Linked DNA regions of Mus musculus: all the other regions are linked to region 1. A link is a contact called in public promoter capture Hi-C data. All regions are on one chromosome and are shown on one strand. Each heading gives the region's core, a stretch centred on a gene start, on an enhancer-like site or on the middle of the called end of the contact. The rest is flanking DNA. Distances are from core to core; before and after follow the strand shown. Region 1 holds the start of Pot1b (protection of telomeres 1B). Region 2 has its middle 14 kb from the start of Adgre1. Region 3 holds the start of Trip10 (thyroid hormone receptor interactor 10). Region 4 holds the start of C3 (complement component 3). Region 5 holds the start of Slc5a7 (solute carrier family 5 (choline transporter), member 7). Region 6 holds the start of Slc25a23 (solute carrier family 25 (mitochondrial carrier; phosphate carrier), member 23). Region 7 holds the start of Khsrp (KH-type splicing regulatory protein).

Region 1 (2,884 bases), core at 207-2,706:
CACACAACACACAACACACACACACACACACACACACACACACACAAACAGAACCTCTCTCTGTGCAAGCCTGTGCTGCTAATATCTATGGCTGAGGATTACAGCAATCTTCAGCAAGCATGCTCACTTGCCTTTAAAAACTTGCACTGGCACAGTACTCCTAATATACTCATACTGAACTATGGGATGTGTCAGGCAGTCAGGATATTCGATTCCCTTTCTTAATCTTTAGAGAACCTTTCTCTGAATTTCACTTGGACCATACTTTTAGGAATTCAATATAGCATGTTCTAATAAATATTAAGTCATCTGGGGAAAATCTGAGGAAAAAAATATGTAAGATTCATAACTTAAGTCTTATTGAAGATACAGAAAGTGAAGTTCATTAATTTCCCAAAGTGTTTTTTCTCAACCCGGTAATACAATCTCTCAGCAAAATAAAATGTTGTTTTAGAAACCAATTACAATTTAAGAAAGAAAAAATTCTTAATGTGAAATGAAAAACTCATAAACTAGGACAATGAGGGCAAGTCAATACAAAACAAAAAGTTCAGTTTAGTCTCTGCCCCACTGTCAACTTCGGAAAATAATTACCTAGTCAAAAGTACAGGCATGATAGTGTTTTATAACAGTTCCTTTCAACTTCTCTTTTGGCTTTCATATTAAAACTTTCTGTCTCACACACACCATGGACTCTTGGTAAACAACCATATGGGTATTTCTTAAACAACAGATTAAAACTCATATGAACCTCATACTAATAAAGTCACTATCCACTTTTCAAAGAAAAAAAACAGATTAAAAGTAGATCCTACATTAATACTCTTCAATATTACTAAAGAAAGCAAAAAACAAAAAAAAAAAAAACTGAAAACAAATTATACTTTGGCAAAACGATGCTTTTTGTGTCCTCAGCAGGAAGTATCAGCTTGAATCAAAATACTTTTAAAAGCCAGTTTTCCGACCTGTTGCACGGCATAGTAGTAGCCCGTTCCTTTAATCCTAGCGCTCTCTCTGTTCACTGTGCACCAGGTTCATGCTTTTCTTCTGACACTTGTCACCTGGGCAAGTACCTGAAGCCTCTGAGGCTCCCAATAACACACACACACACACACACACACAGCGGGTTATCGCTGCCGCCAACGCATAGCGCACACACACAGACACACACACACACCCCTGAAGCTTGAGGTCTCCCTGAGAGAGAGGATGCCGAACACAGCGGGTTATCGCTGCCGCCAACGCATAGCGCACTTTCTCTACAACTACCCCAAATGTGGTTGCAAACGACCCCTCATATCATCCAGGGCCCGACCTCCAGCGATTACACCAAGAACTCCAACACCCTAGCGTTCAGTACCTCACAGAACACCGAGGATCCCGGCAACTTTTTCAACCTGCAGAGACGCGACTTCGACTTCCGGAGCCGTGGGACACACGCATGCGCACTCCAACCATTCCGCCCGCTTTTTGCTCGTGCTTCCCATAACAAAAGCGAAAGGCAGGCGGGGCCTCGGCCAAGCTCCTCCCAGTTGGTCCCTGCAGAGTAGGAAGCCTGCTGCTCCTCTTTCCACGCCCCTAATGGATTTTTCTGGGGACTAGCGGGGGGGGGGGGGGGGGGGGGAGAACACACTGTTCAAAGGATAGTAACTGGCTTGAAAGAGTCCTAAATCCTGTAGCCAATTGGAACCCTATTCCGAGTGAGACTCCAAATTCTATTTTGTTGAATAAATGGATCAGAGGCAAAACCCTTTGTTAATCTAAGTTAAGCACCCAAATGCACTTTTACACGATGTAAATAGACGAAGATAACAATGTTGTTTTGTTGTTTTTTTAATCGCAATTTAGGGCTATTATGCTATTGCCAGGCAAGTTGAAAAATACCAACAATCCTTTGTTAGTCTGAAGATTTATCGTTCTTTACTATATTTTTGAGTGATGAAAAATTGTCATGAGTTTAGAAACTTTGTAATGATTAATTTCAGAATATAGAAAGCTGAACAAGAGTATGTAGGCTTATATCGAGTGTAAAAAAATTAATTAAAAATTAAATTTTAAAAAGTGTGTAGGCTTTAAAAGTTTATCACGATTATTTGGAGTTATTTGGGAACCCTTTGTATCGGGTTAAAAGGCATTTTTAAACACAGAATAACTTTTTTATCTTTCACAAAATGTTCCACTATTAGTTTAAATTGAGTCTACATCTATTCATTTTACCCACCCACTTTTTTCAGGAAGTGGGGAAAGTTTTGAAATTCCATTGATGAAAATGAAGGTCTTTTGTTCATTCTTTTAAACTACATGCAACATTAATGGCACTGCCTATGTTAATTGTAACTGTTAATCTTTCTCCCTTAAGTTCATCAAAGTTCATCAAAGACTGAGTGCATTGACAAAAATGATGGGATTGTATGCATTTATGGTAGGATGGAAATGATCTCCATTGTTCTATCAATAGAAAAAAATCAGTTAAAGGTATCTTTCCCATGACTGAGAAGAATATTTCCATGTACGTGATTTCCATGTAATTGAGTTAAAGAAATTCAGTGTGATTGGGGCACATTCCACCTATAACATGAAGTCAGAATTTGGCACAATGGAATCGAATATGTGAAGAAAACCAAATAAATTGGCATTGCTACTTACGTTCCCATTAAAATGATATAAATGGGACGAATTTTGAAGTGAGTATATTAGACTAAAAGGAGACTTAAAATCAAAATGTACTTCTTTAGTTTGTTATTTATGTCTGCTTATCTATGCTAGTGTCATCCATATTAAAACTTCCTAATACTACCCACAGTGGTCTAATAGAAATGTTAATCAACTCCTCTCTATTTTTATATTAGAAATTATATTTTGCTTTTTATTTCTGACAGATAGT
Region 2 (2,884 bases), core at 116-2,615, 1.6 Mb after region 1:
CCATTGATTTTAACATAGTCACATGGTAGTGACTACTCAATGGTAGTCACATCACATGAAAGCCATTCAGCATGGGTAATGATTGATTTATGGGCATCCTGGATCTGTCTATGGCATTTGCATGCAATGCTCCACATTGGAGAGTGTTCCTTCCTCAGCAATCATTCCTGATTATGTAACTTGGTGAGGGGCCTTGCCAATCTTGCAAGCTTCAGGGCCTTCCTGAGCTTTGTGAGTTGTTGACTGCTTACTTCCTGAGGCTCAAGGAACATCCCTAGGATCAGACATGTCAATTCTCAGGACACAGGTTTGCAGGTGAGCATGTTTCAGATAAGGCATTAAGATGTTAATTGAAGGCAAAACTAACTTTTATTTATGAAAATTTGAAGACAAAGACTGTAATTTTTAATGTGTAATAAAAACTAAGTACATTTCTGCATCTGAAACATTTCTTAAGTAAAAAACGCCATCTGTAGACACAGTGAATGTGCTTTTTATATTGGCAAGTTCTGACTTGAAGTGTTCAGTTCACAATTTCATATGAGTGTTTGTACACAAATAATTTGTTGAGTACAGAATGCCATATTATAAAGTACATTGTGAAATGGTACCAAGCCCATTTTAGGGATTTAGGCAAGGGGTCTCCGAGGGTTCTTGTGCTTTTGGCAGTAGAGGAATTTTGTATGTGTGTGTCTCAGCAATAGTTCAATAACTTTTCCCTTTGCTGTGATTAATTAATAATTAATTAATACCTCACAGAAGAAAGTTACCTAACAAGAAGGTTTGAGGGACTCAGTCCACCTGCTGGGAGTGTGAGGAGGTGGCTGGTCATGTTGTGTTCACAGTCAGGAAGGAGAGAGGGAGAATGGGAGGGGGAGGGGGAGGGAGAGGGAGAGGGAGAGGGGAGAGAGAGAGAGAGATAATTGTCTCCATTGTCCCTCATTAAACAACTGTTTGACAGTTCATACACATATACAAGGGACTTCAAACCTTGTTCCTCTCCCTCTGAAACTCCCTTCTCAACAAGGCCCCTCTGACTTCTGCTTTTAATTCAGTGTGTTGCCCCAGCCCGTGAGATGCCACCACCTACATTCAGAGTAGGTCTTCCATACTCCATTAACCCTCTCTAAGAATGCCCTTCCAGGGTGCCGCAGCACTGTGTCTCCTGGCTGATTCTATCCTGTCAGTTTGACTTGCCATCATAGTTAGGATAATGTCAGCTAAACTCCCCAGAGAGGTTTGTCTCCCCTCAGGGTCTGTGGATTTCCATGTTTCTGTGATCTTTAGGTGAGGGCTATAATTTGGGTCTGTGGTTTGCTGCAGCTGGTCAGCAAAGAGCAAAGAGGAAGCTGTGAGCTGATAGCAATAGTCAGAGTAGCTGGGTGCAGCAGCCAGTGCACAGTGCCAGGTCAGGAGTTCCCAGAATACACTACAGTGTTCTCAGATTTTTGCCAGGTGTATGTGGCAATCAATCAAGATGGAAGATGGGCAGATAACTTGGATTTTTTTTTCTCAACTTGACACCAACTAGAGTTGTCTGGGAAGAGGGAACTTAGCTAAGAAGTCCTCATGGGACTGCCTGTAGGCAAATCTGTGGGGGCATTTTCTTGGTTACTGATTGACGTGGGAAGGCCACATCCACTGTGGATTGTACAACCCTAGAGCAGGTGGTTTTGGATTGCAGGGAAAGCTAGTGGAGGGAGCTTGGTCCTGCACTGCACGGAAGCTTTGGCTGAGCAAGCCTGTAAGCAGTGCTCCTTTGTGGTTCTGCATCAACTCCTGCTTGCAGGTTCCTGCCCTGACTTTCCTCAGTGATGGAGTGGGACCTAGGAGTTGTAGGATGCAATAAAGCATCTTCTTCCTGTGAGGCTTCTGGTTATGCTGTTAATCACAGCAACGGAGATCCTGAATAAGACACTAGACTAGATTATGCCTATGCAGGGTCCTAGGCTCTACTGGGCTCAAATGTCCTCCCAAGGCAATGGAGAGTCAAGAAAGATCTTACAGACAAGTAGACCAATGGAACAGAATTGAAGACCCAGAGATGAATCCACACACCTATGGTCACTTGATCTTTGACAAGGAAGACAGCATTTTCAACAAATGGTGCTGGCACAACTGGCGGTTATCATGTAGAAGAATGCGAATTGATCCATTTCTATCTCCTTGTACTAAGGTCAAATCTAAGTGGATTAAGGAACTCCACATAAAACCAGTGACACTGAAACTTATAGAGGAGAAAGTAGGGAAAAGCCTCGAAGATATGGGTACAGGGGAAAAATTCCTGAATAGAACAGCAATGGCTTGTGCTGTAAGATCAAGAATCGATAAATGGGACCTCATAAAATTGCAAAGCTTCTGCAAAGCAAAAGACACCGTCAATAAGACAAAAAGGCCACCAACAGATTGGGAAAGGATCTTTACCTATCCCAAATCGGATAGGGGACTAATATCCAATATATATAAAGAACTCAAGAAGATGGACTCCAGAAAATCAAATAACCCCATTAAAAATGGGGCTCAGAGCTGAACAAAGAATTCTCACCTGAGGAATACCGAGTGGCAGAGAAACACCTGAAAAAATGTTTAACATCCTTAATCATCAGGGAAATGCAAATCAAAACAACCCTGAGATTTCACTTCACTCCAGTCAGAATGGCTAAGATCAAAAACTCAGGTGACAGCAGATGCTGGTGAGTATGTGGAGAAAGGGGAACACTCCTCCATTGTTGGTGGGATTGCAAGCTTGTACAACCACTCTGGAAATCAGTCTGGCGGTTCCTCAGAAAATTGGACATAGTACTACCAGAGGATCCCGCAATACCTCTCCTGGGTATATATCCAGAAGATGTCCCAACCGGTAAGAAGGACACATGCTCCACTA
Region 3 (2,884 bases), core at 169-2,668, 1.5 Mb after region 1:
ACCCCTCACTTCCCCGATACCCTGCTCCCGGCCAGAAGTGGAGACTTAGTCAACGTACGCGTCTATGAGCTTACCTTGTTTCAACTTTGCTGGGCCACCGAAAAGCCTAAAATTCTTCGCACTATGCTGATCTCTAATCCTCGGCTGAATGCCGCTGTAGGTCCTACCTGAAGACTCCGCCCTAGGCGTAACCTTGCAGCAGCTGAGTTCCCTACTTCAAACTGAAACATAGGCTCCTCAATTCCTACTGAGTCCTCAGATCTGGAAGAGTCCCAGCTGCTGGATCCTAGTTGTAGCTTGCAACTCTTAATTAGATTGCTGACCCTGGCGCGAAGCTTCCCACCGTAGTGTGATACCTTTTTCGTCACTGGGACTCTGAGTCCTTCTCCACCCTCCTCCACCATCCCTCTACCCCACTTTACATCTCAGAGCTTAGCCCACAAGCCACCAGCAGGTGGGGCCAAGGCCTATTGGAGCCTCAGTTCCAGCACTGGCTCCAGGGCGTCTTTCCTCAGAAGTCTAGACTGCTCTTCTAGCTGCAACACAATGGTGTTTTGACACTTGCGTAGCGGCGGAGAAAGCACCTACAGCCAGGGAGAGTGGGGTGGGAGCCAACAGGGCCTCTTCCCTTTTATCCGGGAGCCTTAAGGGGGTTTACAAGGCGTGAAAGGACTTTTATGATTGGGAGGACCCGAAATCCTAAGCCCCAGGGTCCCAGAATCTAGAGGCAGTTCTGATTTGGGCCTTACATACTGAATGAGGCTGGAAAATGTGTAGTCAAGTGCAAGTGCGCGGTGCTGTGCGTGCATGCGTGTGTGTGTGTGTGTGTGTGAGTGTGTGCCTAGCCCAGAACGGTGCCCAAAGGACAACCTGTCCTCTGTTTCTCAGAGGAGACTCTGGCGGGAAGGAAGAGAAGTCAGGATGCGGTGGTGTTGGGGGGTGCTAATGGACCTGGCCTTGGCTGGATGTGCATCCTGGGCAAGATCGAAGTCATCCCATCTCTGTGGCCGGAGGGAAACAGACTATTAGTGAGACGAAATGGAGATTTCTGGAGCCGAGTAGGTCCCCGCAAGAGCCTAATGACCAACCACAGATTTTCCCTGCCATGGAGTGGGGACACGTGGGAAAGACTGCTTGGATTTGGGGTTTTGATCTCTTGACCCTTTATAAAAAAAATGCGAAGTTGAAAGGAAAGGATGAATAGTTTGGGATGGCAGAGGAGAGAAATATGGGGTACAAATTTTGAAAATTAATCGAGGCGTACTTTGAGGTGGCGCATGGCCCTTTAATGGGGGGCGGGGCATCATCTGGACTCCGCCCTCAGAGCCCCCCGCTGGGGGCTCGGCAGAGTAGAGGCGTGGAAAGGCACGAAGGGGCGTTGTAATCTAGGCTGGTGGGCGTGGCCTGGCGGCGGGGCGGGGCGAGGTTGGGCACACTGCCCTGGGGCTGAGTCTCCGGTGGAGGGCGGCGGAGACCCGGGCAGGAGGCGGTGGCGTCCTGGGCGGCAAGAGCAGCATGGATTGGGGTACCGAGTTGTGGGTGAGTCTTTTTCCCCAGTTCCCACGGTTCTCCCTTGCTGGGGTCCTGGCTTCTCCGCTCTTTGTCCCCGAAGTACCTTAGCCCGGACTCCACGCTTTCCCTTGCAGCTGATCCCTTGGGTCCCCGCCCTCTGCCCTCCGCACTCACTCAAAAGTTCCTTTGGGACTTTCAAGACGCCCCGAGGACGTAGGGATACTTTGCCCAGGACCCGCATAGGGAAACTGAGGCACAGAGTTGAGAGGAAGACCATCTGAAGAAGTCCCTGGACCAGGCCAGGGAGGGGGGACAGCTGGGTGAGGTCACCTATTTTGAGCGCCCTGGCCTGGCTTGGAGGCTAATCTTACGGCCCCTGGGTCCCTGCCCGTCGCCCGCCTGTCCGGCTGGGAGGGGGAGGGGACCCTTTGGTCACCTTCTGTCCCACGTGGGGCCTTACCGGGTTCCTTCCCCGCTTACAATTGGAACGCTGAGGGGGAGGGGAAGGGGCTATAGGACTCGGCCCCGGGCGCTGGGCGGAGCCACCCCTTACCCGCCTCTTAACCTCACCCAGGAAGCCCTAGAAGTTTCCCTGAATCCTTGTCGGACTATTGACCCCTCCTCTTTCTGGAGGCGGTGCAATCTTAGGATGTAGTGGGGGTGAGCCACTATAGTGGAGGCATCACAGAAGCAGGGGAAACTGAGTCACTCAACTGAGGATCCCGGGGGATCTTGGCGAGTGGGGAAATTTGGCCATAGAGGCCCCCCGACCCTGCTTCCACGCACTTTGAGCTGCACGAACTCATCCCTTCTGTGCCTGATTTTTGTGCCAAGCCCTCTTGATTTTTTGGAATTTGGAGGGGATTAGAGGAGGGGTGAGGGAACTGGCGTGGTTTAGCCTCCTTCCACACCCTTGCTGGCCACCCCGATTCCGAGAGACCCTGCTGTCTGGTTTGGGGCCCTGGCCGTGTTGTCCAGGCCCTTCCCTGGAGGAGGACATGGGGGTTCCCGCCAGCTTCCTGCCTCCCCTGCGCCACGCCGGGGCGGCGCCTGGGGAAGCCAGCCAGCCCTTGCTGGAACCGCTAAGCCCCGAGAGATTGTCCACCCCACCCCACCTCCGCTGTTCCGGGTCGCTGGGATTTCGGTGCCTCCTACCCAGGTGACCCTAACGTTCCCCAATCGCGCTCCTGCAATCAGGATCAGTTTGAGGTGCTGGAACGCCACACGCAGTGGGGGCTGGATTTGTTGGACAAATACGTGAAGTTCGTGAAAGAACGCGCGGAGGTGGAGCAGGCTTATGCTAAGCAACTCCGGTGAGCATGAGGGTGGGTGCTCGCTGCTCTGGGACTCCAAGGGGAGACCGCAGGAGGTC
Region 4 (2,884 bases), core at 228-2,727, 1.5 Mb after region 1:
CTACGGCTGACTGTAGTTCCAGTTCCTTGCCCACCTTGATGGAGACGCTTCTCAGATGTCCACTGGCTCCTGTCAACACTGTCTTCTCACTGGTCAGCACTTGCCTCTTTAGGAAGTCTTGCACAGTGACTGTGACTGGGATGTCACCCTGAGCATCGTGGGCCTCCAGTACGATGGTCTCTTCGCTCTCCAGCCGTAGGACATTGGGAGTAATGATGGAATACCTGACCGTGGGGTGTGGGAGCAGATGTCACCTCAAGGCCTGAGACTTCAGCCCTCACTCTGGCTGGCCCAGTCCCTAGTTCTAGCGTGTTCTAGTTCTCAGTGCTGGAGCAGATGCCTGGATCCACGTCCTCCCCACACAAGAAGGTACCAAACCACAGCCCACTTTCCCTTAGCCACTAGAAGCTGTCTTTTCCTGGCTTCAGCACTGGGTACCAGCCATAAGGACTTTGCTTGTACTGAGAAAGTGCTCTCTCTACCACTAAGCTATACCTCAGCCTCTCCTCACTTTTCTGTTTGGAAACAGCATCTCACTAAGTTGTTCAGGCTAGCCCTGAACTCACTCTGTAGCCCAGGCTTGGCTGGAATGTGTACACTTCCTGCCTGGGCTTCCAGAGTGGACAGGATGACAGGTCCATGTAATCAGGCCCAATGCTGAGCTTGGCTTTTGACAGTCCACACAAGGGCTATAGACCCCAACAACCCTCCAGTCCTCACATCTTAAAACTTACCATTGCCTAAACCACAAGACATCACAGACACCATAAATCTATAGACCTTCTTCTTCATAAGTAGGCACACCAATGCTACAATACCTGAGTTCTATGAACATAAGACAACCCAAACACTCACATTCTCTCTCTTTCTCTCTGTTTGTATGTATGTATGTATGTATGTATGTATGTATGTATGTATGTATGTATGTATGTCACGTCACAGGAAGATGTCCGGTGTCCTGTTCTATGCCCCTCCCTCCCCACACCTTGAGTCAACATCTCTCTCTGAACCTGGCACTGGGCTGGCAGTCAGCAAGCCCCAGTATCTGGTCTCCAGCCCCACAGTGTGGGGTTACAGGCTCTGGAGGCCACTCCTGGCTTTTCTGTGGGTGCTGGGAGTTTGAGTTAAGGTCCTTATGTCCATGCAGCAAGACTTCATACCCACTGAGCCATCCTCCAGCCCCCAGCACAAATTCTTAACATCCCTGTCTCCCCCCAAGTGGGTGACTCCTAGGTGACTCACCTAGGTGACTCCTAAATTGTATAAGAAACTGCACCCCCAAAAGGTAACTACTTACATGGGGATCCCCAGAGCTAATGGGGAGCTGGCCAACAGCAGCAGTAGCACTAGTAGCTGGGACCCTGAAGCTGGTCCCATAGTGAAGGAAAAAGGTGGAAGGAATGAAGGGGTAAGGGGCAGGGGTGGGCAGAGGCGAGCTGGGGCTGTAGCCGCTGGCTCTTTATATGGCTCTCCTCTCTGGTCCCTCCCTGTTCCTGCACCAGGGACTGCCCAAAATTTCGCAACATAGTTTCCTAAGCTTTTTCACAAACCTGGGGCAACAAGCCTTGGGGTGAGTAACCCTAGGCACATTTCCATTACCCTGGAGCTTGAAAGTACCTGCTTGGCTCAGGCTTTTCTTGGGGTCAAGGCCAGATGCTGAACCTGGGCTGGTCCCTGTTGTACTTGGTTACACCAGAGACCATTGAAGTCTAGAGTGACCTCCTCCCACACTTAGCTGGGTCCCAGTAACCCAGCACTTCTGGATGGCTGGTTCTCCCTACCCCCAAGGTCTTGCTAAATCAGTGGGTCGAGACACATTTGGCATTGCATTATATATCCTGCGTATCAGTATTTACCTTACAATTCAGAACAGTAGCAAAATTAGAGTTGTGAAGTAGCAATGAAATAATTTTATGATTGGAGGTCAGCACAACATGGAAGGGTGGCAGGTTCAGGAAGGTGGAGACCACTGTGCTAAACAGTTCTGAACTCCTACCTCTACCTCCTCAGTTGCTGGGCATTACCCAAGCCCTACTTATGCATTTATAATCCAAGTCTTTCCTATGAGGAGGATAAGGGGTGAGGGCATGTCCCAGCCCAGAGTCCCAGCTCTGTGGAGCATTTTCTGAAGTGGGAAAGAATTCTGGTTTTTTGAGGATCTGGGACGGTTTCTTGGCAGTGGGACAGTTAAGCTTTGGTTTTGAAGGCTGCCTAGAAGTTCGCCCTCCGGGGGGCATGCTTGCTTTCTAGGGAAAAGAATGAGGTGGACCTTACCTACCCTGTCACTCAGGGTGGCTGAATGACTCTGGTGGGCTTTGAGAGTCATGGAGGAAAAGCCTGCTCTTGTCTCTGCCTCTAGGACTTGTCCTGCCCCTATATTATCTCTTTCAGTTGTGTTGGTTTTGTGGTTGTAGGCAGATAATGATTCACAATGCTTAGTTGGTTTTTTTTGTTTGTTTGGTTGGTTGGTTTTTGGTTTTTTAAGACAAAAGTACAAATAGTGGCTTTAGAATACAGCTCAGTGGGAAAGTGCTTCCATACTCAGTAGCATAGGATTGATTCTGGTGGCATACATCTGTAATCCCAGCACGAGATGCTGGAGGCAAGAGGATCAGGAGTTCAAAGTCAACCTTGCTATGTAGCAAGTTAGAGGCCAGCTTGGGCTACATGACACCATTTCTTTTCTTTTTAAAATATTTATATGTATGTGTTGGAGTGTTTTGCCTGTATGTATGTATGTATGTATGTATGTATGTATGTATGTATGTATGTATGTATGTATATATGTATGTATGTATGTATGTATGTATGTATGTATGTATGTATGTATGTATATATGTGCATCATGTGTATGCCTGATGCCTACAGAGGCCAGAAGACAATG
Region 5 (2,884 bases), core at 222-2,721, 1.4 Mb before region 1:
ATAATTGTTTACTAATTTAAGTGTAGCCTAAAGGAATACTCCAAGAAAGTCTCCCCCCTCCCCCTCCCTCTCTCTCTTCCCCCCTTTCCTCCTCCCCTCCCCTCTCCTCTCTCTCTCTCTCTCTCTCTCTCTCTCTCTCTCTCTTTCTTTCTCTCTTTCTCTCTTTCTCTCTCTCTCTCTGTTCATTCTTCATTCTTTACTTATCCTTTCAGACCTCAGGAAACAGGTCCAAAAGTAACTCAATATAAAATATCTGGCCAGAATACCCCCTCCAAAAACACTAAAACAAAAACAACGCCCCCCCCCCAAAAACAAACAAACAAACTAGGAAAATCCTTTTTAAAATCAATTTACTGTGACAACTAAGTATGTTTTCCTTGTTTAAAAGAAGGACCCTCTCAATCTCTCAATCTTCCTTTGTCCTTAGTTCATATCATGTCCACCCCACCCCCACCCCCACCCCACCCTCACTCCTACCCCCACCCCCACCCCGCGCCTCATCATCCCGGTCTCTACAGAAGAGGATTTTAAAATAAGGCAATATATAAACCACAGTCACAGATACGAAAACGCGAACGAAGAGGACTGATGTCAACTTTTAAAATAAAGCTTGATCTTACGGAATTCCTGTTCTCTTATACTGAACAAACCAGTGCTATTTCCTTCACCCCAGTTCACAGGCGTAAGTTTTTGTGGGAGGGGGTCTGAGCTTTGCAAGCGGGTTCTGGCTGCAAGCACTCACCTCCGGGATGTTCTGGAGCGCCCCGGACCGGGTGGGCTCCGCCTTTGTGAGCCCAGAGCCACCAAATTTCCCCTCCGCCCAAACTCCCCCGCGCCCTGCTCCCCTTTGCCTCTGAGCTCTGGATCTCCTGAATCCAGACTCCTACAGTCGCTAGCACCCCTAGAGCCACAAGTGCTTCTTAACTGAGCGGAGGGGACATCCCCAGCAGGCAGAGTCGATCCTTCCCGGGCGGCCCCGAGGGTGTGGCCCTAGCTCTTGTTCCCGTAGGGCTCTTACCTTTGCGTCACCCGGAGCTGCTTTAGGGGTCCAGGAGCCCCTTGAGCCCCGGGCTGTGAGGGACACGGAGGGAGGGAGGCTCGAGGTGAGTGGAGGGGGCTCCGGCAAGGAGCCCGATGAGGACTCCGAGGGGGTGAAGCGATCGATCTGGGTATTGGAAAAAGTCTCTTTATAAGGGCGGAAGGCGGGGGCGATCGTCAGAGCTCTGGAGAAGGACGTCAGAACAAAGTGGTGCTGGGCGTGAGTTGCGGACTGTGCCCTGGTGTGGCCCGGGGTGCGAGGGAACAGCCAAGCTCAGATCCAGCACTTGCCCAAGTTCATGTTCCCATCCCAAGTCAAGTCGTCTGCTACCCTAGAATGGAGGACTCCAGACTAAAGGTCATTTCCCAGCCTACCTGCCCACTTTATCTTTCTGGGTTGCAAAAGACAGCAATGGACTTGGAGGATTTCACTTGCAGATGCAGACTGGAAGCTTCCAAACCCCGCCTTGAGGTGTCCACATGCAAGCTCAGTTAAGGGCCTTGTCTCTGTCTCTGGTTGGCCTCAGAGAGGGGTTGCTTTCAAGCCCTTCTTGGCTAGTTTTTTTGTAGAAACATGTTAGGAAGGTTTAGACTAGTCAGCCTATTTCTCTTTGCTTTATATTCATATTCCCTTCACTTAAAACTGGGGTCACCATGAAACTTTCTCACAGGTGCACAGTTCTTTAAAATAAAGTTGGTGTGTAAGCCACAGGAAACATCCTACTAGCTAAGCCAAGCACTCTAGCTTATAAAAGCACTCAGTCTATCACTTCAAACAGGTTTAGATCTTTTGCATGCATATATATCTAGCACTACATTTCTAGCATACTACATATCTAGTATTCTGTGACAGGATTACTTATGTATCTGTTGTACCTGTCTTTAAAGGGCTTTATCTTATAACAGTTGAATATATTGTAGAGGGGGCTGCTTCTGCAACCTTTTAAATGTGTTTCAGGGAGAGGTGTTATGGAATGGGTGTGAGGAAAAAGAAAAGATTGAAAGCCATAAAGTCTCAGCTTTGTGCCCACTTTCTCACTTCTTTCTACATCTACTGAGCCAGTCTATTAAACAGTGAAACAGTGCATCTGACAGCTAACGAGGTGAAGTCCATACTCAGCTGCTATCCACCTCTCTAGGCTAACCTGCAGACTAGCTCCCATCTTAGACTGGATTTATAGAGGCTCTTTTAACTGTATTCCCCATTCCTTTGTTCTCTGTGTGAACAGTAACTTCCCCTGTTACTGGACAGGGCAGAGGCCTATGTGGATAGTTGTCATAATGAAGGTTTGTAACCAGCTAATTGCTATCTATCTATCTATCTATCTATCTATCTATCTATCTATCTATCTATCTATCTATCTATGGAACAGACCCTATTTGAGCTCAGACAGAAACTAACAGAAGACAGACATGAAATTCATTTAACCACTCAGTGTTTTAGGTGGGATTTCTTTTACTTTTGATTCTAATTAACTTCTGATTTTGAACTTAGGCCACAGATTAATACACATTTTTTTCCTTCTGGAATATTCCTTAAGGTGATGACACAGATATTTCAGTTGCAGTAGGGCAGGGATCAGGAATGCAGTGTCTCAGACAGTGTGCCAGTTTATGGGGCTAAGGTCAGAGAGTGTGACTCAAGCACAGAGAGACAGGAGAGATGGCTGTCCTCACAGAACATCACTAGGGCTTAGGGGTGAGAATCCGGAGTGCAGCCAGGGCTGGCACTCTGGGAGAGGTGGGGCTAGGGAAACTAATTAATTTTGAGAAGCCAGGAATACCAGGATCTAGACCAACTCCCAGATCTCAGTAGTGACAGTGACCTTGAAAGTGGCTTAAAAGA
Region 6 (2,884 bases), core at 240-2,739, 1.3 Mb after region 1:
CCATAAGAAGAATCTGCCTCTTGTCTCAGTCCCTAGGCAGACTGAGGACTCTACAGAGTCACAGAGGCAGTTCAAGGTCATAGTACTGGGAAGTGGCAACCTGGGGGCACTTTTTGGTCAATTTTGAGACACCTGTCTCATATAGCCCAGGCTAGCCTCACATTCTCTGTACTGTAGGACGAGACCTTGAACTCTGATTCTCTCTCATTCATTACCTTGTTTCCCAAATTTGCCCACCCAGATTTTCCTTATAAAATCCTGTCTCCTTGGCAGTCTTGTTGAGGAGTGTGTGTGTGTGTGTGTGTGTGTTTGTCCTGTTAGAAACAGTCGTGGTTCATATAAGGCCCAACAGCCATGGGGCCTCTTTATATTCCTATCCAAAAGTTGGACCTTAGACTCAAGGTCAACAAAAATGCAATAGGTCTGTTTTAGGGAAGGCTAGGGGCTCCATGTCCCCTGTCACACGGAGAAAGGGCCAGTTTTTGCTGCTCCCCACTGCCACCTCCCATACTGGAGCTAGAACCTAGGACCTTTGCACATGCCAGGAAAGCACTTTACTGCTAAACTGCACCCCTACCTCAAATTCCTTCCTAGACAGGTCAGACCCCAGTAGAAGCAGAGTGACCTCAGATGGACTGACTCCCTAGCTGGAGCAGCCTGGGGCAACTGGCCAGGTCCGGGAAAGAGCCGGCTGGCAGCAAATGTAAATAAGAGACTAGGAGAGCTGGCTAGGGGCTCTGTGTGTGCTCCAGCAAGGATGTGAAGTTGTGTTAGCTGCAGGTGGGAGCGGGTCACCCCTCGGATTGTGCACAGAGCAGAGGAGGGTTTGGCTCTGGGCCGTGGAGGGGAAAGCGTCCCGCTCTGCAGTCCATCCCCCCCAGTAGGCATCCCACAGGGGGTGGGGGAGGGGGCGGTGGGGGGGGGAGGGGCCGCTGGGTCCTGGCAACCGCAGCCACTGCAGGCCTGGAGCCTTGGCAGCCCTGTTTCGCGACGTCAGGCCAGACGCGGGTGGACAGAGGGAAGGGAACCTAGACAGAGGTGGTGGGGTCCAGCCAACAGGTAGCCTGTGGCTGCCGTAGCCGCGGCATTAAGGGGCACCGGTTACGGCGCGGGCGGATCCTGCCGCGGTGGTCGCTGCCCATAGTACCTGCTGTGCACGGTCCGGATCTCCCCTTCCCAGCCTGGCCAGCCCCTGGCGCAACTCGTGCACGTCCACGCGGCCGTCCTTGTTGCTGTCTAGTTCCTCGAACAGGCGACCCCAGCGCTGCCGCCGCTCCGCGTCGCTTGAGCCCCCCCGCATGGCGCCCGCCCAGGGGGGAGGGGAGGCCCCGCAGCGACGGCCTCGGCGGGGGCTTTCTGGCTCCCCCTCCCCCCCGGGGTCCCCACAAAGCCAGCTCCCGCGCCCACCCGCACCGCAGCCTCTTCAGTGCGGGGCCGAGCTCCGGCACTTGCTGGAAGTGATAAATGCTAGTCGTCCCCGCCCGCGCCAGAACTTGGTCTCCTCCTCCGACCCGCATTACTTGGGGGAGGGGGCTGGGGGCGGAGCAGGGGGCGTGGGGAAGCATTCTAGGAGGCTCTGGTTTTGCACATCTGACAGCGCATTCCTGGGACGGTAGGAGAGGCAACCGTCTTAGTACTCTGCTTGCCTCAGTTTACCCTTTTTTCCTTAAATGGTTTTGGTAGGGAATTGTCAGGAATTGGATTCGTAATCTTGTTCATTTACACCTTCCTCTCTAACGGATCACTTATCAGAAATTCAAGTTTTTGCTTCTCCCAGGTCTACGCAAAGAATTCTGAACCAGTTTAAAAGCTTCTTTCGCCCGCCTGCTCTAGTTAGATTCCCCAGTCGATGATAGAAACAGCAGATCAACAAAGAGGTGTGGGCTCCCTCCCCAACACTTCATTCCGCCCGCGCGCCTCCTTTTCTTGGTGACACTCGGAGAGAGAAACGCAAGGTCAACGAGCGGCGCGGCTGCAAAGTTAAATCCTTATTGGTCAATGCGCCCTAGCTGCGGCGGTCCGCTCTACCTAGGCGGGGCTTCCCGGTTGACCCGCCGCGGCCTCCTGTCCCGCAGCTCGCAGCCCGCTAGGCATTCTTAAAGGGGCCGCGCCCCAATTCAGACTCTCTGAAGGCTGCTCTTTGCAGACCTGCCTGGAAAGGGAGTCGCGGACCAGTATCTCCCGCGCCACTAAAGATAACGATCAGGAGGAGGGGCTCTGGAGGCGGGGCCTCAGCCGGCGGCTGTGGTTGCACCTGCTGAAGTCCCGCCCACAAGTTTCGGGTGCAGTTTTTCGTCTCACCGTCAGGGGGAAGGGCGTCCGTCTGACCGCGAATAATAAATAAGAGCTCACATTGAGTGCGTTGCGCATGCCAGAGCCCTTCACTCGCTGCTCAGTAACGAACCTACCCCAAACCCTGTGAGGTAGGTAGGTGACACTAGCTTTTCCCACGCTACAGTGGAGAAATCAAAAGCTTCAAATCTTAGTCTGGATTCCCATTTAGGGCCAGAGCAGAGATTTAAACAGAGTTTAAACCACCACTCCCAGGAAGGGACGACGCCTCATTTATTTATTTATTTATTTATTTATTTTTCTTGTTCAAAGACACAGTCTCTCTATGTAGCCACGGAATTTACTATGTAGACCGGGCTGATCTGGACCTCACAGAGCTCCACCTGGGATCTAAGGCGTATGCTACACTACAATGGGTGTTGTATATAGCCTTGTATGTGCTAGATAAACTAGCCACAGAACTCCAGCTGCAGCTCTATGGCTATTGTTGTTATTGTCCTTTTGAGCCAAGGTCTCTGTAGCCTCGCTGGCCTTGAATGTGCAGCAGTTCGCCTGCTTCGGAATCCCAGTTGCTGGGACGGCAATCACGTGC
Region 7 (2,884 bases), core at 137-2,636, 1.3 Mb after region 1:
ACAAAGGGTCGGTCCTCTCTTCATCAGAAAGAACTCTCCCAACCCCTTACCAAATCCCTTCCTAGGGAAGGTACAGAAATGGGCCAGGGGACCTGTTTTGACTTGAAAATAGGAGTAATGGTGTGTAAAGCAAGATCCTCTAAAAGGGAGTTGAATTTCTGGGCGGGTGCAAATGTGTGCTAAGATGGGTCCCCCCCACTTTCTAAGTATACGGCCAAGCTCAGTCCCTGTGCAAACCTAGGACTCCGTCTTGGGAACTAATATATTCTGAACCCTCAGGTCTCTGAATAGCGGTCTCCTACCATCCTGCGATGCAACTTTACAAACCCTGAGAAGCCCTTGGGGACCCTAAGACTCCAAGGGTTCAAAGAGGGGTCTCACAGCATCTCTGACCCCATCCTTCATGAACTCAGGAATTGCTCTTACAGATCTGCCTCAGTTTCTAGAACCCCATGGGTCCTAAGGGGGTGCCTAAGTGAAAACCCAGGAGTGATTCTTGGGGACATCCTCATAACATTCAAGCTCAGGCCTTTGGAAAACTAGGAGACCTCTCCAAATCACAAACAGTCTTGGACTTTAGAGTGGTCCTCAGAATGCAAACCCTATATCTTGAATGGAAATAACGGGTGCAAGCTCGGGGGGTGGCTCTTGGGGACACTGTCCCAGACTGCAACCTTTATGGGTCCTAGAGGAATCCTCTAGTACACCCAGGAAAAAAATCGTGGGAACTCCAAAGCTGCAACCCTCCTAATAGAGAAGACCTGGTGCAAGTACAGGGGTGGGTCTCAGGGACCCCAAAGGCTGCAAGCCCTGGTACCCAAGAGAAACCGTCCAGTGCAAAGTCTAGTTTTCGGAGATCCCCCCTTCAACGCACCCTTAACTACACGCACGCAGAGGGTCACCCTCACACCGTGACGGCCCCAGACTCCCCGCCCCGAGCCCGCCGCCCACGTGACCCTCCCGCGACCCCGCGCGCGCCGCTGCCCCCTCCCCCGCGCGCGCGCACGCGCCCTCGCGGCCCCCTCACCTGGCGGGCCCGCTGCACGGCGTCGGCGAAGGCGTCCTTGCGGATCCCAGGGCCGCCGCCACCGGGAGGCTGTGAGGGGCCCCCGGACGCGCCTCCTCCACCCGGGCCGCCGCCGCCAGGGCCTCCGCCGCCCCGGTCTCCCGCGCCCGGCGGGCCCGGCGGAGGGCCTCCTCCCGCACCCGCGGCTCCCCCTCCGCCGCCAGCGGGAGGCGGCGGGCCGGGCGGGGGACCTCCGGTGTTGTAGTCCGACATGGCGCGGCGGGGACGGGCTTGGTGCGGAGGCTTCAAGCTGAGGAGGCGGAGGCGGCGGCGGCTCAACGCGGGAACAAGGCCTCGCTCCACACGGCCGCGGAGCACGATGGGAAGCCAGCGGCTGGGAAGGCGACGGGGAGGGGGGGTCGCGGAGGGGGAAGAGGGGCACCTCCTCCCGCCACCGGCTTGACGGACGCCGAGGAACAGCCAGTAGTATACGGCTACCACTCTACGCCCGCCAATCGTGGGCCGTAAATCCGGGCGACCAGTCAGAGCTTCGGAAGATGCAGGGGGCGGGAGGCGCGGTGTGACTGACGAAGATAGGACTCAATAAGCCCAGGGCTGCTGGCGCTGGGCGGGCAATTGGAAGTCACGCGAGAAGTCAGGAGGCCCAATGAAGCGCGAGTTCCACCTTCTCGGGGCGGCTCTAGGATGAGAGTGACGGCTCTGATCAGTCACGTGGCCTTGAGGGCGGAGCCTATGAAAATTCTCTGGGATGAGCTGGGCGGGCGCTCGGCAAGATAGTCGTCAACACCAGCTAATGAATACACTTAGGAGGCGGTGCTTGCTAAGATTGGCAGTCATTTGATCCAGTCCCCGAAGCATTTTGGAGGATGCGCTTGGATTTGGACGTGACTTTTCTCAGAATCCTTGTCCTCTGACTTCTGAGCCAATGGCTGAGCGACAAGGGCAAGCGTTCAATGATTGACCCCTCTGTGGACAAATAGCAGTAACAGAAGTAATAGTGCCCGCTTGCTGAGAGCCAGTGAAAGCGCATCTGCATTGGGGTGGAACCCGCTACCAGGCGGCAGGAGCGGATTAGTGGGAGCAGAAGTGAGTGGCAGAGGACGTGGGAGGTAGTGCTCAGCAGCCGGAACTATGGGCAGGACCTTAAGTCAGCGCCCCAGTAGCCTGGCTTGGGGAGGCCTTGCCCGTGGCCTGCCCGAAGCCTTGGGGGGTGGGGGGAGTGGTGGCCCGAAATTGGGTGAAGATTTTCCCTCAAAGGACCTTCACTTCCAAGACTCATGACACCAACTCCTCAAACTTCAAGCCTATTCCCAACCTCGACCCAGGCCCCCCACAGGGGTCCAAGTCTCCTGCTCCCAACCCTGGACTAAGAAGGAACCCCAAGTTCCCACAGGAGTCCAAACTTCCAGTTGCCACCCTGGGCCCAGAAGTCCCAGGTCCATTTACCGGAGTTCAAGACCCCTAGAGCTCCTAGCCTGGACCCCAAAATCTCAGGTCCTCCTGATCCCCAAGTCGTCAGGGTGGGGGTTGAACTTAGGATCTCATAAATGCTAGGCAAGCACCCTAGACGATACACCCCATCTCCCAGCTCCCACCCAGAACCAGCTAATCTCAGACACAGACGTCCAAAACTATCTTTATTCATTGTCTGCATCTTCTCTTGAACAAGCCTGCAAAAACCCGGCTGGAATCCCAACTCAGAATCCCAATTGGAGGACTCCCAGCGCTTTTCTAATCCGAGTCCTGGGTGGTTTTTGCAAACCAAAATGGCCTTAAAGCCTGAGCCTTGGAGTGCTTTTTGAGACTCAGGGACACTGGGTCTTCCATTCTCTTCTTGTTCAGGGCAGGTCATCTGCT

What was found. Promoter capture Hi-C pulls out the DNA fragments that hold promoters and counts their contacts. Capture Hi-C pulls out chosen DNA fragments and counts their contacts.
Region 2: a contact with region 1 is called in a promoter capture Hi-C map of pre-B cells, with 2.3 times the contacts expected there. The contact joins the enhancer-like site here to the promoter of Pot1b in region 1. A contact is called at or near these places in 2 of 39 promoter capture datasets (hippocampal neurons and pre-B cells), 1 of 115 datasets of contacts at active chromatin or transcription factors (astrocytes) and 1 of 9 other capture datasets (liver).
Region 3: a promoter capture Hi-C map of liver shows a contact between it and region 1, with 5 times the contacts expected there. The contact joins the promoter of Trip10 here to the promoter of Pot1b in region 1. A contact is called at or near these places in 5 of 39 promoter capture datasets (cranial neural crest, hippocampal neurons, liver and 1 more), 1 of 115 datasets of contacts at active chromatin or transcription factors (astrocytes) and 2 of 9 other capture datasets (adipose tissue and liver).
Region 4: a contact with region 1 is called in a promoter capture Hi-C map of pre-B cells. The contact joins the promoter of C3 here to the promoter of Pot1b in region 1. A contact is called at or near these places in 3 of 39 promoter capture datasets (hippocampal neurons, liver and pre-B cells) and 1 of 9 other capture datasets (adipose tissue).
Region 5: a contact with region 1 is called in a promoter capture Hi-C map of hippocampal neurons, with 37 times the contacts expected there. The contact joins the promoter of Slc5a7 here to the promoter of Pot1b in region 1. A contact is called at or near these places in 7 of 39 promoter capture datasets (the 3T3-L1 cell line, 3T3-L1-derived adipocytes, cranial neural crest and 3 more).
Region 6: a contact with region 1 is called in a promoter capture Hi-C map of liver, with 2.3 times the contacts expected there. The contact joins the promoter of Slc25a23 here to the promoter of Pot1b in region 1. A contact is called at or near these places in 1 of 39 promoter capture datasets (pre-B cells) and 1 of 9 other capture datasets (liver).
Region 7: a promoter capture Hi-C map of pre-B cells shows a contact between it and region 1. The contact joins the promoter of Khsrp here to the promoter of Pot1b in region 1. A contact is called at or near these places in 3 of 39 promoter capture datasets (cranial neural crest, liver and pre-B cells).

The regions. Positions count from the first base shown.
Region 1 is chr17:55,711,180-55,714,063 of GRCm38.p6, forward strand. It overlaps Pot1b (protection of telomeres 1B), which reads right to left and starts at 1,457. Exons shown (of 17, transcript NM_028370.2): 1 at 1,361-1,457.
Region 2 is chr17:57,343,161-57,346,044 of GRCm38.p6, forward strand. No RefSeq gene overlaps it. Among named protein-coding and RNA genes, the nearest start is that of Adgre1, 14 kb to the right of the region's middle. Within about 2 kb of position 1,366, at least 93 of the 459 cell types and tissues checked have an H3K27ac peak or open chromatin away from gene starts, as enhancers often do. A contact at or near this core is called in liver and pre-B cells, where this site is marked.
Region 3 is chr17:57,248,033-57,250,916 of GRCm38.p6, forward strand. It overlaps Trip10 (thyroid hormone receptor interactor 10), which reads left to right and starts at 1,419. Exons shown (of 15, transcript NM_001242389.1): 1 at 1,419-1,539; 2 at 2,710-2,825. The coding sequence starts at 1,516. It also overlaps a transcript of Gpr108 not described here.
Region 4 is chr17:57,226,659-57,229,542 of GRCm38.p6, forward strand. It overlaps C3 (complement component 3), which reads right to left and starts at 1,478. Exons shown (of 41, transcript NM_009778.3): 1 at 1,298-1,478; 2 at 35-224. The coding sequence starts at 1,377.
Region 5 is chr17:54,297,563-54,300,446 of GRCm38.p6, forward strand. It overlaps Slc5a7 (solute carrier family 5 (choline transporter), member 7), which reads right to left and starts at 1,472. Exons shown (of 9, transcript NM_022025.4): 1 at 1,019-1,472.
Region 6 is chr17:57,058,374-57,061,257 of GRCm38.p6, forward strand. Slc25a23 (solute carrier family 25 (mitochondrial carrier; phosphate carrier), member 23) reads right to left here and starts at 1,490. Exons shown (of 10, transcript NM_025877.4): 1 at 1,148-1,490. The coding sequence starts at 1,300.
Region 7 is chr17:57,030,121-57,033,004 of GRCm38.p6, forward strand. It overlaps Khsrp (KH-type splicing regulatory protein), which reads right to left and starts at 1,387. Exons shown (of 18, transcript NM_010613.3): 1 at 1,028-1,387. The coding sequence starts at 1,279. Slc25a41 (solute carrier family 25, member 41) reads right to left here. Exons shown (of 7, transcript NM_175333.3): 7 at 2,652-2,884. The coding sequence ends at 2,876.